Linked DNA regions of Gossypium hirsutum: region 2 is linked to region 1. A link is a contact called in public Hi-C data. All regions are on one chromosome and are shown on one strand. Each heading gives the region's core, a stretch centred on a gene start, on an enhancer-like site or on the middle of the called end of the contact. The rest is flanking DNA. Distances are from core to core; before and after follow the strand shown. Region 1 holds the start of LOC107886640. Region 2 holds the start of LOC107886636.

Region 1 (3,253 bases), core at 189-2,688:
TATTTAAAAAAAAGATGGGATACTTAATGCATTGTATCAAAACGTTTGCATGGGAAAGGATTTATGAACATGAAATAATAGGATACAACAAGTCACAATTAACAAATCCAACAATTATGTATAACTATTCTAAGTAAAATGTGACCAAATTCTTAATCATGGATGATGAACAATCAATACAAAAATAATATACAACAATAATTAACATAGCACACTATAAAACGACCCACCAAATACGTACAAAATAAAATGGAATTAGAAATCAATATATAGTATAAGACATTTTCAAAATAATGATGAATTAATTAACACATAACATAAGTTGACAAGTTGGTATGAAAGCTAGGGATATATAATTATTTGAAATAAATATTGTAGAATAAAACATTTGAATCAAATAATATGCAAAATATTTCAAACACAAATTTTAAAAATTGACAATATGCATGGTTGCTTAAATAACATATAAAATATAAAAGAAAATAAAACACATGATAGGATATAATGTACATAACAAATTCATAAAACATGTATATATATATAAATTTGAAAATAATTATTTAAAAAAAATAGCATGAAAAAAAAATTAAGTAAATATATAAATTATACATGTAACAAATTTTAGAAAATATAATCATATACACAAAAAGATAAAAAAAAATTATATTTACAAAATACATAAATTTAGTGATGTATATTTATAAAACTATATTTATAAAGGGAATTTTAAAACAAATAATATATAACATAATTTTATATGTAACAAATTGGTTTGGATTGATGGCACATATAAATAATACATATATAAGGATAATAAAATATGAGAGTGTATACAATAAATAAATGGTATGGCTTAAAATATAGTTCTTAAAAGAAACACATTATACGTATGAATAATTTTAAAGAAAATATATATATAAAAGAAATATTAATATGAAATCAATAACATAGACTATAGTAAAATAATTTAATATGGGTTATATACATGTGAAGAAATTTTAGAAATAATTGGATATTAAAATAACATAGAATAAAAATATGAATTATAAAATTAACTTAATTTTATCATAAACTATACATTGAAAAAAACTAAAAAAACAATTTGATACAAATTTACTAAAAAGTTATATGTATAAAAATAACATGGCTTATATAATGTATGTAGGTTAAATATAAATATTAAATATATGCTTAATGATAACTTAAATGACACATAAAATAAATAAATTTTAAGAAATATAAACATTAAAATATGTAAATAAATTCAAAAGAAATTACCAAAATAACATAAAATTAATAGCGTACATAAACCAAAATGAACTTTATTGCGAATAATATACAAATTATCAAAATGATAGAATAACAGAACCGAAATCAGATTAAATATCCAAACATATAATCAGCATGTAATAGAGAGCAATATGCAGCGACTAAAAAAATAAAAAGCTTAATTAAAACAAAATTAAAACGAAAGGGTCAATTTACAAATAAAATAATCACAAATAGGATTAACGTATAATGCGCGCGAACGTATAGGGACTAGAATTGAGAATAGTCCAGGCCCCAAGATGTAGTGCTGCAGCGCAGACCCGATTGCAAAAAGGCGCAAGTTTTAGGAGAAAATTAAAAAAAAACAGGTGAGATGCAAACAGGGACTAATTGGAACACGGCACAAAAGGGGAAGGACCTGCTGAATAAATAACCCATTTTAAGCGCAAAAGCGCTGATCCGAGTCTTTGGATGGGTTGACACGCGGGTTACTCCTTCCTAAAGCGGTGCCGTTTCATTGTTTGCCCAAAATTAAAAGGAAATTGAATGGCAATTAGCCATTCCTTCCAAACGCAAGCCAAACACCCAATTGTTTAGGGTTTCGACTCAGCAGCCTTCAATTTCTAAGGCCATTTCATCACTCGTTCACCATTAAAATTGGTGAGGGGTATGGAAGTAGCCTTTATTTCCATCAGAATCAACACTCAAAGACCATTCTCACTTGCATATCCACATTTCTAGCCCCGATTTCGACGGAGAAGACAAGGGATCTAACTGATGCATTCGTGAAGGTAACTTTCTCGTTCTTTTTTTTAAAAAAAAAACTACAAAGAAACAAGATATATGTACAAAAGGAAAAAAAAATGAAGACGGAATATAAAAAATTTTAAATCACCTTCTGATTCTTTGATTCTTGGAATTAGATTTGCGTAGTGCGCGTAAAAAATCAAGGAGTACAAGTGCAGCTTTTTATAGCCTGAATTTACAAAGAAAAATAAAATTATATTTTCTCGCTATCATTTTGCTGTATTCTTTAGCCCACTTTTCTTCTCGTATATTCCTTTGCAGGTTCTACGGATGCAAAGCTGTACAGGGAAAAGGCCGTGGAGGAAGTGCGTGGGAACCACTCATAGGAGCCCCGTTCTGCTGCTACTCTCGTGTATTCCAGAAACTTCTGGCCTGGGCTCTATCGGTTTACCTCGAATGGCCAAGAAGAAGGGCTACTGCTGCGGCATTGATCAATTAGTCTTAGATTGGGCCTTTTCCGGGTTATTTTTGGTCTCAACTTTGGGGCCCAAAATTTTGCAAATGGATTTGGATTTAATTTAGGCCCAAAGTTTTGTACAGAGATTAGATTTGTGTTTTAATATTTGGGCTAACTATAAATAAACTTTGGACCTATAATCTGTGGACTTTTATTGGTTTTTATTTTAATTTATTTATTTTCTGTAAATAAAATCGGCCCGGGCAAAATGGGTTAACTACAGTTACCTTCTGAGTATTCTTTCTTATCTGAGGCCGAACGGACGGTGGTTCTTCTTGACGGACTCTCCTCTGAGTATGAGGCTATTGTTTCTTCGGCGTCACTCTCTCCGATCTCGTTACCCTTCCAACGACTTGTTGATGCTTTGCTTGAGTGTGAAGCTCATCAACGTCGGACCGATCACGATGTGTTGGTGGCTGCGAATACTGTGGAAGGGCTTCCGCTTCAGTTGGTTGATCAGTCGACGGATGGTTCGTTTCGAGGAGGACGGTCCTCTGTTCATGGTCGTGGTCGTTCCTTTCATCCGTGCATCCAATGTCAAATTTGTAGTCGCTATGGCCACCTTGCCCGGCGTTGTTACTATAGATACTATCGTGACGAGCAATCCTCACTCGAACCACTAGTGGCGCGACGAGGCTGTTTTGCTCTTGGAATAATTGGGGAAGACTAGGTGCGTGGTGACCGACTTGAAGCCAATGTGTTTAGTCAAAATTGGGGCGT
Region 2 (3,245 bases), core at 677-3,176, 240 kb after region 1:
ATTGCAATGGGGTCTACGCCAGTGCAGAGATGCTACAATTCTGACGATCCCTGTCGAGGCAATCAAACCCCTCCACTCTCACCGCTGGTTTGCTACCAAAATTCGCCCTAACATAGCTTCCTTTCCTCGATGACGACGAGGGAGAAGATGAGTACAAGCCCGATGAAGGTGGCACCGGTGACAATGGGCTCATATTCTTCTGCTCCCCAAATCGAGCATCCTGTATTAACGGGTTAGATACTCTGCTCGGCGGCGACCCACAAAAAAATGGGGGCGACAACGCTACTTGTGTACAACTTTGTTCCACTCCACATCCACCCTGTTCAGTTTCAAAACAAATAATCATATCATATACTTTTTTAACTTAAAAAACGAGAGACATGTTTTAAATTTTAAGTTTTTAATTTCACAAAATATTAAAATTCCACCATGAATAAAATAATAATCCTTTTTTTAAATATGAAACAACATACTAAAACAAGGAACTTAATGAACCCAAATTCTACTTTTCTATATACTCAATTCCACAATAGTTTTTCTCGTACACGAAACAAGGGTTAAATTTTTAAATGAACCGCACGGAAATGTCGCATTGTTTATGGGACCAAAAATAGGTTTTCTTATTTTATAATTTATAGAATAATTTATTGTGCCTTAAAACAAAACCATTTAGAAATAGCAACTTGTAAATATGTTTTAATTCTTTTTAAAAAAATAAATAAATTATGAGAACGAAGTATACCTTTGTAAGAATAAAATCCAAAGCATCACTCTCCTCTTTTGAATCACAAAGCTCCACTTGATGGCTGAAAAACGTAGAACAAACTACTATTTCTTAGATCTATTTATTAAAAAACAAATATAAGGGAGAGATAATTGAAGGGCATAGAAAGAATAGAAAATTACCTGAGTTGCCATCTCAGGGATCTAACAGGGTGGTCGTTGAAGGGGGTGTTTAAAAGACCCAAACGACGTGGTTTCGGGCAGACCATGGTATCTTTCCGATCCGTAACCGTAACCGAAACGGAGCTCCGCATCTCGTCAGAGCAGCTTCCAATTTCGCTTTGTTGGATCCCACACTGCATCTTTGTTCCTCTGGCGCTTTTCTTTTTCTTTCCTAATATTAACAATTAATTCCCCTATTTAACATAAAGAGATGCTTAATTAAACAGTCTTGAAGTATAAAACAAAAATTACTGTATTGAAATTCCACAACTATTTTAGAAAAGTTCTAAAGCAACAGATCTACTCAAACAAAAATTAAATAGATCTGGTTTAAATAAAAGGCGATTTTTTTTTAAAAAAAAGTGCGTATTTGATTTCCTTACAGATCTACCAAGCTTAGACCAGTTATGTAAAAAAGAAAAAAAAAGCTCTAATTTTCTAAAATTAGATTTAGCTACTTATATGGTTCAGATCGAGGAAGAAATAAAGGAAATCTTAACAAAGGCGTTGTTTGAAGAGCTGAAAAATGGTGAAATTAAAAAAAAAAGAGCCGTCGCTTCTAAAGAAAACAAAATCTGAGGCGAAGAGAAGAGCTGATAGAAAGAAAGCAAGCATGAAAGATAGAAAGAAAGAAAGAGAGGAGAGTAATACCTTAACTTTAAACTGTACAGGTAATTTGAGAAACTCTTGGAGTAGGAGGTAAATATAAACCGAGCACCATAGAAAAAAAATATGAAAATGAAAGAAAAAAAGAAAAAAGAAACGGAGTCGAGAAAATAGGCGACAGAAGAAAGGAGGATGGTAAAGGAGAGGACCCGTGTGATTTATTGGAGAGAGAGAGAAGGGGGAAGGTGTGGGGAAGAGACAAGAGAATCACCAAAAATTGAAGAAATATAATAAAAAGAAAAGTCGTATTGCAATTGGGCAACATCACAGCTTTTATCTTTTTTCATTGGCAACATCACAGCTATGAAAAGAAAGAGAGAGAATATAAAAATATATTTATTAGATTATATGGGTTATAACTTGGTAAAACAATTGGGAAGAGAAAGTGAAAGCGTGTTCGGCTAAGATGGCAAGAAAGTTTGTGTAATTAGACGCGTTTTTTCTTAACGGTAAAATATAACGACTTTTTTACTATTGCCACACTAAATGATAAAAGAATTTAAAATCTTAATGGTAATTTTTTTAACTTATAAATACTCCTAAATTTTATTTTTTTCATTTACATCTTTCTCTGAAACTCTCTCAAGTTTTTAATTCAATATTAATTTATATTTTTATTTAAAAATATTATTTTTTAAATAATATCGTATTTTATTTTTCGAAACCTTTTTTTGGATATCGACTTTTTATTTTAAAATGAAAATGGAGTCGCCACCAAATCTTTTTATTTAGGTGTGATTGGATCACTTTAAAACTTGGTCATAAAATATTAGATTTATTAAAACAATAATTTTCGGTCTAAAAAATCTAAGAAATGGGTTTGGGAGTCGGTTATGTATGAGGAAGGGTTAGCACCCTCATAACGCCCAAAATTGGTACTTAGTTGATTACTTAATGTCTTGATGTCAAAAATTAAAAATTCAAAGAGAATTTATAATACGATCCCTCTTTGCATGATGTTATTTGATTAAAATATCGTTAACTAAATTAAATTTTGTGGAAAAAAAGGTTTTATTTTAAGTTAATCGAGAAGAAAAGATCACACCCTGTAAGTTAGGGCACAATGTCTCGAATCCTCGACAACAAGAATAATCGCCATTTGATTATTACTGAAATCCTATGTGTTTCCATTTTAGATAAGATGTAACATCCCTAACCCGTATCCATCGCCGGAATAGGGTTACGGAGCATTATCAAACTTCTTACTTAAACAAACATACATTTCATTTCACATACATTTTTCATAACCAAATAAAAGTCATTCATAATCAATCATGTTGTCCCTAATATGAGCCCTCGTGGCCTAAAATAAACATTACAAGTAGCTAGGGACTAAACCAATAACTTAGGGAAATTTTGGAAAAATATAGAAAATTTTCAAAATACAGGGGATACTGCCCGTGTGGCGTCCGTGTCATAGGCCACGTGGACATTCGAAATAGGATCATATGGCTGTGTCCCAACCTGTGTCTTACCTCGTGTAACTCACTAACTTGGGTTACACGGCCAACCATATGCCCGTGTGACTAGCTTGTGTACTTATGTCTTTGCTCGCGTGGACAAAAATAGGCTATGTTTTAAGCCATATTTCTCACCCAAAATGTTGTCAGCCTAGATTCAACAATGCACAAACA

The links. A called contact is a pair of places that touch in the nucleus more often than the background predicts.
Region 2: a Hi-C map of leaf shows a contact between it and region 1, with 1.8 times the contacts expected there. The contact joins the promoter of LOC107886636 here to the promoter of LOC107886640 in region 1. A contact is called at or near these places in 4 of 34 Hi-C or Micro-C datasets (callus, leaf and seedling).

Annotation. Positions count from the first base shown.
Region 1 is chrA03:102,186,637-102,189,889 of Gossypium_hirsutum_v2.1, forward strand. LOC107886640 reads left to right here and starts at 1,439. Exons shown (of 4, transcript XR_005917801.1): 1 at 1,439-2,060; 2 at 2,338-3,253.
Region 2 is chrA03:102,421,163-102,424,407 of Gossypium_hirsutum_v2.1, forward strand. LOC107886636 reads right to left here and starts at 1,927. Exons shown (of 4, transcript XM_016810666.2): 1 at 1,597-1,927; 2 at 907-1,139; 3 at 743-806; 4 at 1-319. The coding sequence starts at 1,085. The coding sequence ends at 14.